Linked DNA regions of Sus scrofa: region 2 is linked to region 1. Evidence: chromatin contacts called from public HiChIP or PLAC-seq data. All regions are on one chromosome and are shown on one strand. The core of a region is the stretch at or near the end of the contact, and the rest is flanking DNA. Distances in the headings are between cores, read along the strand shown.

The links. HiChIP or PLAC-seq counts read pairs in DNA pulled down with a chosen protein or histone mark.
Region 2: a contact with region 1 is called in an H3K27ac HiChIP or PLAC-seq map of alveolar macrophages. The contact joins two enhancer-like sites. A contact is called at or near these places in 2 of 47 Hi-C or Micro-C datasets (embryonic fibroblasts and liver) and 1 of 2 datasets of contacts at active chromatin or transcription factors (alveolar macrophages).

The regions. Positions count from the first base shown.
Region 1 is chr16:43,403,175-43,408,273 of Sscrofa11.1, forward strand. The region is part of intron 10 of CWC27 (CWC27 spliceosome associated protein homolog); the gene reads left to right. Among named protein-coding and RNA genes, the nearest start is that of CWC27, 59 kb to the left of the region's middle. Within about 2 kb of position 1,972, at least 3 of the 83 cell types and tissues checked have an H3K27ac peak or open chromatin away from gene starts, as enhancers often do. A contact at or near this core is called in alveolar macrophages, where this site is marked.
Region 2 is chr16:43,607,960-43,613,058 of Sscrofa11.1, forward strand. The region is part of intron 2 of LOC110257245 (a long non-coding RNA gene); the gene reads right to left. Among named protein-coding and RNA genes, the nearest start is that of CWC27, 260 kb to the left of the region's middle. Within about 2 kb of position 2,207, at least 31 of the 83 cell types and tissues checked have an H3K27ac peak or open chromatin away from gene starts, as enhancers often do. A contact at or near this core is called in alveolar macrophages, where this site is marked.

The DNA of each region.
Region 1 (5,099 bases), core at 722-3,221:
AAGATATATTTGCATATGAGAAAATTAATTTGGCATTGTTCTTTTAAAAAGTCTTTGAAGTAACATTTTAAGAATATAAGTTCAGATTATATGTATCTTTGGAATATGTTTTAATAAAACATTATAACTATTGAAGTTTAGTATAGATGAACACCTGGCACCTAAACCAGGTTAAAACAAAGTTCATACAATTTAAACCCCTACAAAGATATAAACCTGATAATGGAAATATATTATGCCAAAGGGATTTACCTCTTCTGTACTATTTAAGATTGAAAAACTCTCAGTTTCCAGGCAGAACAATTGCTTAGCCTTAGTACATTATTGCATGCTTTAATGTTGTCTGCTTCACATCAGTCAGCTTCTGCTCACCATAACTTTTTTTGTTGTTATTTGATTTCCATTTCTGATTCTTAGGACAGAAAGAAATCCATATATAGAGTTATGATACTTTGAGCTAGAAGGGGTATTCAAATGTGCTGTTTACCAAATCCAGAGAATTACATACCTATTAGATCTTAAAGAGAAAAAAAAAAAAATAGATGGCTCAGTGGTTAACAAACCTGACTAGGATTCATGAGTTTAGATCCCTGGCCTCACTCAGTGGTTAAGGATCCGATGTTGCCATGAGCTGTGGTATAGGTCGCAGATGCACCTCAGATCTGGGGTTGCTACAGCTGTGGCGTAGGCCAGCACCTATAGCTCCGATTGGACCCCTAGCCTGGGAACTTCGATATGCTGCAGGTGTGGCCCTAAAAAGCAAAAACAAGTCAACAATAAGAAAAACAATTAAAGAAATGAACAAAAGACAAAGATATATGAGGAAAACAATATTTGAAAATATACTATATGTGCATTCTTGCTGAGATGGATCACTATTATAAGCAAAAAAAAAATTTTAATTTTCTGTGTATTGTTATTTCACATTTTAGTGTAAAGTGTATAAGGAGCTAGAAGAAAACAAAGATTACAGCTTATTTGCCTTTAAATCTGGAATTTTAATTAGTTACTTCAACTGACAAGGAACCTAGGGCTTAGATTCTGGCTCCTAGGTTTGTATTTTACGCAGTGTTGAAATTGCTCACCTAAGCATTGGAGCAGAGTGTATTGCAGAGTGTAGGGAAAGAATGGTGAAGCCAGAGAGCTTTCTAATATTCTCTCAGCTGTATTTGCAAAGTTTAACTTATTCAGGATCACGGTCCAAGTAATGGACAACTTAGGATTTAAATACAGATATGTTTGACTCAACTGCCCTATTATACCTCCCCTGAGATGAGGCATAAAGGATGAGCTGTTAGAATGGTGGACTGAGTATATGCAAGTGGGTGGGTAGGAGTTTGATATTGTGAAAACTGTGGGAACTTGGGTGAAAACATGCATGTCTATCTGTCTGAGTTAATGGTACCAAGTATTAGACACGTAGACTGAGACCAGATCAAGATGGGCTAGGTATACTTAGAAACTGGACTCTCCTTGAGATGGTGGGGAACAATATAAAGTAAAACTGGAAAGTGACATGACCAGGTTTTTGTTACAGAGAGATCACTGTAGTAGTAGTATGAAAAATAAACAGGAAAGAGCCAAAATTTGAGGTTGCAGAAACCTACCAGGAGGCTGCTTTATTAGTCCAAGTCTAGATAAGATATGATGAAAACCTGAATTAGACGTTGTTCTGTTTGCTATGTTATTTGCACTCAGTAAACACTTTTCAAACATCTACGATATGCACATAGATATAAAGATAAGGAAAGATCCTCTTTTGGCACAAAAAAGCTCTCAGCTGAGCCAGATATATTGCCTTGAACTATAGACCACAATGAACTCTATGCAAAACAGAGGTTCAGAGAAACTACAGTAGCTTCATGGAGGAGGGAGAGATTAATTTTGACCTTAGATATCAGGAAGTCTGCATGTATGCACAGTAGATAGCATTAAGACCAGTCCTTGAAGAAGAAGTAGTTTGAATAAGAGGAAATGGGTGGGAAGGGGAATTTCCAGCAGAGGAAACTGAGAAAAGTACAGAGTGTATTTGACGAACAATCTGTTGTGACTGGAAGAAAGGATATAGTTGGAAATAAAGCTGGAAAGATAGATTGGGACCAGATCATGAGATAGCTTTCAGAATAGTAAAGTGCAAATATAACTCATTTTGCTTGATTTATGTATTAATTCAGGTGTTCAGATAAACATAGATCAACTTCTTTTTTTAACTAGAGTAAATCAATTTGAAAGATTCACAGTCGGGTGAATACTGGATTTCTGTATTTTTGGAAAGGAGCATTGCAAGTAGGAGGGTTTGGTGAGATTACTATAGCAGGTAGTTCTGTTTATTTTACTTTTTTAACTTGAAAATGAATACCAAGTCCCTATGCTAAATGAGGTGTTAGTTTAAAGGAGAGGAATGAATCTGCCTAATGGCAAGGTGAAAACAAATTTTATTTCAAGCGCTATGCTAAACATTGTATTTGTGTAGTGAATGTTCTCAAATGTCATGACAGCTGCAATCCATAAAGACTAAGACTGTGATCCTAGCATCATTTACTCTAAATGAGATCTGGAGTTTCCCCTTGTGGTGCAGTGGAAGCGAACCCGACTAGCATCCATGAGGATGCAGGTTCCATCCTTGGCCTTGTTCAGTGAGTTAAGGATCCAGCATTACTGTGGTATAGTTTGCAGACTCAGCTTGGATCCAGCATTGCTGTGGCTGTGGCACAGGCTGTCAGGCTGGCAGCTGTAGCTCCTATTCGACCTCTAGCCTGGGAACTTCCATATGTTGCAGGTGCGGCCCTAAAAAGCAAAAATAAATAAATAAGATCTGAACAAGTCAACATTTCTGAATTGTTCTCATCTGTAAGATGTGATTAATACTTGCCCTTCCTATCTCAATAGGATTGTGGGCAGGTCAGATGAAATAAGGTACATGGAACTACTTTTAAGACCTGATGCCACTGATGGCCTATAGAGTTTAAAGTGCCTTTGCTACCACGTAATTCAACCCTCTCTTTATTTTTATTTTTTTTTATTTTATAGTGTTTTTTCTTTTTTTTTTTCATTATAGCTGGTTTACAGTGTTCTGTCAATTTTCTAGTGTACAGCAGGGTGACCCAGTTACACATACATGTATAGATTTTTTTCCTCACATTGTCATGCTCCATCACTATCATGCTCCATCATAAGTGACTAGATATAGTTTCCAATGCTACACAGCAGGATCCCTCCCTTTAACAACCATAGGAGAGCTCACCTTCTGGTACTCCTAACCACAGCATATTTTTAAATAAAATGAAAAATTAATTTGTCAGATAATGAACATTAATTGTTAAGCATGTAAGGGGAGAGAAACTAATAAAGTAGAAGAGATGAACCCACTCTGCAAGGACACTGTGGAGAGACAAGCCAAGCCTACCTAGAAAGAAAATTAGTCCCTTCTGTTCTTCATAAACATCCTGATTCTCCCACCTCCCACCTCCCACCTCCCTCTCTTGGCTACAGAGAATGTATTCTGTCTGCATCAGATGTAATTATTGCCTAAATCATGCTCTGAAAACCATGAGCACATGAAATTACTTAAGCTAGTAATACATTTAAAAGTACCAAATGGCATAGACAAAGTACTCTAAATACATAGGAAATCCCAAGTAAAATATTGTTAAATCAGATGAGGTTAATTAGTTTTCCTGAAGGTGTGTTTTAAAGAAGGTTTATACTGCCAATACCCAGAACCTAAACTGGAGTAAATAGATGTAGGAGTAATTGTGCTAGTAAAAGAAATCTTCTAAGATAATGCATTTTACTGAAATTATTAATTACTATTTTTATTTCATGTGTTTCATTTTGAATGTGTATAAAAAATGTAAGTATTATTCTTGAGAACATCCTGCTTAGAATAAAAACTTAATGACAACTTCATAAAATAAAAATAGCATATGTCTACAAATGTGATTATGGACATGTTCACTTAAGGAAACAAATTTAAAAGATAAAATTCTAACTTTAGCTATTGTATGAAACTGGTTTTGTTGTTGTTGTTGTTTTGGAAAGATAAATGTCCTTGCTGAAAAGTCAATGATGACATTTATTGCTTAGGAAAACATGCTGCTTTATTTTTTCCTTCTATGAGATTTTTGATATACTTATAGAAACACTTCAAATCTTACTAAACAAGACAAACATAAAATGTCACTTTTTGAAATGAAGTATTGGTAATAAAATCTTTCTGTCTACTCTTAACATGGAGATTCTCCTTGAATATGTACAATATTAGAACCTTGGTATGTCAACAGTTTTAAGGTACAGCTTAATAGTTTTAAGCTGTGTTTTTTAAAGTTTGTTTTTATATACATTTGTCTCATTTATGAAGGGAGTATTTTTATGGAATGACATTAATTGATTTTCTGCAGTTGACAAGATAGCAAATGTTTGATAAGCAGGGCTCCTGAAGACAACTGTGCCCATTGTTACCTGAAAAAGAGGACTTAGCCATGAAGTGTTAGCACAGGCCAGAATCTAGCCAGAGCTCCACTCCAAGCTTTGTGCACTGGTAAGAGCTGCAATAGCCCCAGGAAATGGGCTCCTTTTTCTTTTTGTTTTGTTTTGTTTTGTTTTGTTTTTTGGTCTTTTTGCCATTTCTTGGGCCCCTCCCACAGCATATGGGAGGTTCCCAGGCTAGAGGTCTAGTCAGAGCTGTAGCTGCCAGCCTACGTCAGAGCCACAGCAATGGATCCGAGCCGCGTCTGTGACCTACACCACAGCTCACGGCAACGCCAGATCATTAACCCACTGAACAAAGGCAGGGATCGAACCTGCAACCTCATGGTTCCTAGTCGGATTCGTTAACCACTGTGCCAGGACAGGAACTCCCAGGGCTCCTTTTTCTAATCATTCAGCTGAGAAAAGGTTTATTTCCTAGGAGGTTCCCCAGAGGGAGTGCCCTTTTCTAATTCGCAATGATATTTTCTGTGCCAGCCTGTGGATAAATTTAAGAACTAGAAGAAAATGAGCAGATAGAGACGGTGGTATGTTTTCCCAATGTTTACTATAGCACAATGGCCTTAGTGTGGCAGGTTTTTAATGACATGTACAAAAACTTGCAGGCACTT
Region 2 (5,099 bases), core at 957-3,456, 210 kb after region 1:
CTCCTGTACTATACCCCCTCCACTGGTGGTTCTTAGACCTGAGCCCCTGGGCTTAAGGACCTCCAAACCTCTGCCTCCTAGTCACTCAAGAAGAACGTATTTCTTTCCTCTTCCCAGATCCCTTCAGCTTTGAGTCCCAAGATTTTTTTGGGTTTTGTTTTCACTTTTTACAGCCTTACCTGCAGCATATGGAAGTTCATGGGCTAGGAGGTGAATTGGAGCTGCAGCTGCCAGCCCACAGCTATGCCCACAACAACGCCAGATCCAAGCCACGACTGCAACCTGTGCCGCAGAGACCACTGAGCAATGCCAGCGACCAAACAGGCATCCTCAGAATCACTATGTCAGGTTCATAACCCGCTGAACCACAATGGGGACTCCTGAGCCCCAAGTTTTAAGGTCATCCCCAAGAGTAAGGCTTTAATTTTGGGAAGCTGGACCAAATGTATCTGAGAAGCTCATCATTTCTGATCACCAACTCCACCCTCAGACACACAGTGTTGCCTAAGCTAAGTGCTGCCTCTGATTCACAGTAGCCCAGGCCATAAACCAGCAGGCCCTGCTTTGTCTGATGTCAGAATTACCCAAGAGCTTTGAAAAACACAGATGTCTGCCCCATTCCCAACCCTGGAAATCTCTAATTTTAACTTTCTTGGTGACTCTGACGATAACCCCAGGTTGAGAAACTCCGATTTTAGCAGCCGCCAAACATCCCTATCTTTCCCGAGCTACATAAACCTGCTGCTGTTGCTTCTAAACCCTGTTGGTTGCTGACTCTGGTTACCATGAGCTCCAAACAGGTCAAAGAACTCAAGCTGCTGATTATAACTTGGGAACCCTCCTCCACATCTCCAGCCCTTTGGGCCCAAAGACAGAAAAGGCATCATATTTGAGCCAAAAAAATATAATCGAGAGCACCAGGGCTGTAGAATCAGTAGCAGCTAATGTGGAACAGTGGATCTAAGTTCAAAAGATTTAAAGGCCTGAGACTCCAGCAGTGATCAAAAGCAGATAAACACCCTTCTCCCTGCCAAGGCAATCTAAAGTGATGCAGCACTGACTCTACTGAGGTTCATAAAGCAACCCTAGTGAGACCTTTGTTTTCTAAGAGAAAGGAAAAAAAAAAGAAAAGAAGGAAAATTGATTGTGGCAAGTCTTGCTGTGATGAAAACAACTCAGCAGGGCAACTTGTGTTTGTGGGTATTTTGGAAGGGAATGAGTACTGCTCACCTGGACCCCAATTCTAGCTCTATCTCCATTCATCTCCAGGTTCTGACTACTTGCCTACATCCAGCCCACAGGAACACAGGCCTCTGTGGTTCCCTGTTTAATATTTGCCTGACAAAATAGTTAACAAGCAAAGGATGGGGGAGCTGGGGCACTGAGCTGCAGGGACTCCAGCAGGAGCTCCTTCAAGATTGACCACAAGGCCAAGTTACTGTAAGAATCTTCTGTAAGAGGAAATTCTGTGAAGGCAAGGTGGAGACATTCCTCAATCCTTCTGCTCCTGGGCACTCTTCCCAGCATCTCCTTCTTAGCAGAGCTCAGTAGTTTCCCACTTAAAATGCTTCAGGTCCTTTGCTAAACCAGCCTAAAAAGAGTGTGTCACCTTATCCAGAATTCTTTTTAGAAGATTTTACAAAGCCATTCATAAGGGCAACATGTTTCAGTGTCAGGTTACTGACATCTCAGACCCCACCCCTACCCCCGACCCCCAGAGTCCTTGGATCACTTTTTCACCTCCAGGGCACAGACAGCTTTTAGCAAGACCCACGTGAGGACCTTCTCCAAGGAAAACTGATCCAAGGTTCATTATCCCTCAGAGGGCCTCTCCAGGGATCAGCAATCCTGTTTCACAATGCTGCTAGGCGCCCATTTCTGTTTTTCCTGCTGTAGCTGCATGCAAGGGTCTGTGGAGAACGTCAGCCTACACCCTGGCCCTGGCTCCCAGAGCCCTGCCGTCCTCCAGCAATGGGCTGACAAAGCGTGCTAACAATGGTTTGAAATCGTTAAAATAATTTAAAAAAAATAAAATCATGAATGTGTAACTATAATACAGATCTCATTAAAACAGACGGCAATAAAACCGTATACTTTACAAATAAGAACAGCTTCTCTGTCCAAGTGTCTTCCAATTACAGTCCAGGATCTAATTCACCCTTTTGGGCTCTGATACTACGACCAGCTCTCAGCCAAATAATTGTCTCACCACCGTGGTGATAGTCAAGAATGGTCGCAGTACAGAGTGAACCCGGGCTGGTGCGAGCAGCCAGGCGGCAGCAAGCAGGTGGCCAGCCAGCGGGGGGGGGGGGGCTGTGACTGCTGCGCATGCGCCCCTGTGCAGTGCACCCCGCGGGAGGTTGGCTAACGGAGGGCGGGGAGACTGGACTGCCCAGACCGTGGGCCCCACGTAGGTGACTGACGTCACCGTGGGTCTGGGGCACCCTCTCTTCTCACCGCAACCCAAGTTCTTTTCGGGGATTAGTCCTGACTTCGTGATTAATTGGCATTTTCTGGTTTTCCTAGGGTGACGTCATCGCTGCTCAGAGATAAAACAGACTTCTCTTGGAAAGCTCCTGCCAGGGCAGGCTCCTATGTCCTGGAAGCTGTCCCGGACCCCGTCCCGCAGGCTCCAGAGCACCCGGTGCCCCGCCACCGAGCCCCTGCTGTTTATTGCTTTGGCTCACTGGTTAAATGCGAAAGTTCAAGATTTTCTTTCCCTTTTTTCATAATTATAAAAGTAGGACTTTTTTTTTTTTTTTTTTTTTTTTCAGTGGCCACACCTGCTGCCTGTGGAAGTTCCCAGGCTAGGGGTCAAATGAGAGCTGCAGCTGCTGGCCTAAACCACAGCCACACCAACGTGGGACCCAAACCGCGTCTGTGACCTACACCACAGCTCACAGCAAGGCCCCATCCTTAACCCACTGAACAAGGCCGAGTATCAAACCCTCGTCCTCATGGACAGGAGTTGGGTTCATTACCTCTGAGCCACAACAGGAACTCCCCGATATCCTCATTTCAAAAGGCAGAAAATTATAAAGAGAAAATTAATCAACCAGAGCCACACCCTGAAGGCTTAGTCTCTGTTAATGTTAATTTTGATGCATTTCTTTCTAGTCTTTTCTTCTCTTTATTTGCGACAGATTTTCAAGCATTGCTCAGTGGCAGTCATGTCGAAAATAATTTTGTATACTACCTTTTTAACTTAATATTGTAGCAGAAATGAGTTTTCAGCAACCATTTCTGTAAAGTTCCGAAAGACTCTTAGTGGATGTACTATCAGATACTTGAATATTATTTCTATTGACGGACACCTAGAATGTTTCCAGTTTCCACTGGTATATAGGTGGAAGGTACATCATCCCTGCACCCATTGCCATGTTGGCTTGGGATACTATTTGGTGGAGCCCGCAAAGGCAAACTAAGAACTTCGCCCAGTATAAGTTAAAGGGGGATGGAAACTTGAAAAATTCTGCCTTTTCCATATTGCTGATGGTGGAGAACCAGGCTTGGAGCTGACTGCAAAGTGAGTTGTGGTGGCTGTGAAGTGGAGATCACAGGCCTTGCAGTGGAAGCTGGTGGCAGAAAAGGATGCACCTTACCCTCAGAGAATGTGCCTCCCATACTGCCTTACTGAGAAAGAGAGGCCAAGACGAAGGGAGTGATCTGGCATCTAAGGGAAAAACTCTCCTGAAGATAAGTGGCTGATCATTTTCAGAACATTGTTGTCAAACATTCTTAATTTTAATTCTGTTGATCACAAGTTCCAACTTACTATTTGGGGAAATTCTGTGTCTTTCTCTTACTGAAAAAAAAAAATCAGAGAAATAACAGAAGAACTAGGCCTAAGTGAAGGAAGAGTGACACAATTGCATGTTCTGCCTTGCTCTGATCAGTCCCTCTGGGAAGTCTCTGTCCCACTTTATGAGAGACTGGTGTCATGTTTTTTAAGATTCCAGATAGCAAGGATATGCAGAGCCCATGAGCCATCCAGAACTTCTCTCTGAGCTCCTGCATAAGCCTACTTCTATCTCCTGTAAGTCACCTTGACTGAAAATTATAGTAGGAGAAGAGGACAGAGGGAAAAAGACTGGTGGTTAGAGAATACATTCAGTCTCCTGGCGCCTTTTTTTTTTTTTTTTTTTTTTTTTTTTTTTTTTTTTTTTTTTTAAACAGATGATCTTATGCACTCTCATTTGGTTTGTTAGTCTGGTTTAGAAAGGGCATGCCACCCTATTAGCTGTGTGAATAACAAAACACTGTAGGTCCCTGCCATGCTTGGAGTCCTAACTGTCTGTAACCCAAGGGAAAAGCAGCAACAGCCAGCTCTTGGCATCTTCCTCTTTGCTTGGTCTGGGAGGTTTTCTCGTTATGAGAGAAAGTGTGGCACAAACGCTGTCTCCTTCGGAGCCAGTTTTCTCAATGCTATCTCTGTGAGGAAAGATAGATTGACCCACTGGCAACACTCTGTCTTGATTCAAATACACACCACAGAGCAGGCAATTTGTGTAACTGGCGTACACTTTGCAAAGTAACTGATTCTTGGCCCATCTGAGAACTAGGCATGAAGCAGTGATACAACTTCAAGAGGACAGAGACAGGCCATGGCAGCTTTCTTTCCCCTCTGAACCCAGAAGGGGTGCCTGCCCCTCTCCCTGTCCACGTTTTAGAGCAGCACTCTCTACTAATTATGCAGCCATACCCTCCTTCTAATGCTCTTGCATGGTCTCTATGGTTTCCACCCAAAAGACAGGCCACCATGGTGTCTGCACAGGGTGATATTTGCTCTAAGAGGAGAGGAGATCTAGCCTTCTGAGGGCAATGCTCCAGTCCTGGATGCCTGCCAGCAACAAACCCACCAGCCCTCAGATCTCCAACTCTACTCCTTTTTTAGTACTCAGGGATTCTGGAAGCTCCCCCATTTCTGGAGGATGGTTTTCATTTGGCTATCTTTCTCTCACAAGACTGGGGAAAAGCCCAATCCTTCACAGCTAGTACTCGTCCTGTCCAGTGCGTTCAGTCTCGGTCTGGCTCTCGGCATCTCTTTCTCCAAGTCACAGCATTCTCTAGGCACTTGCTGACCCTGCTGTGTTCTGCCT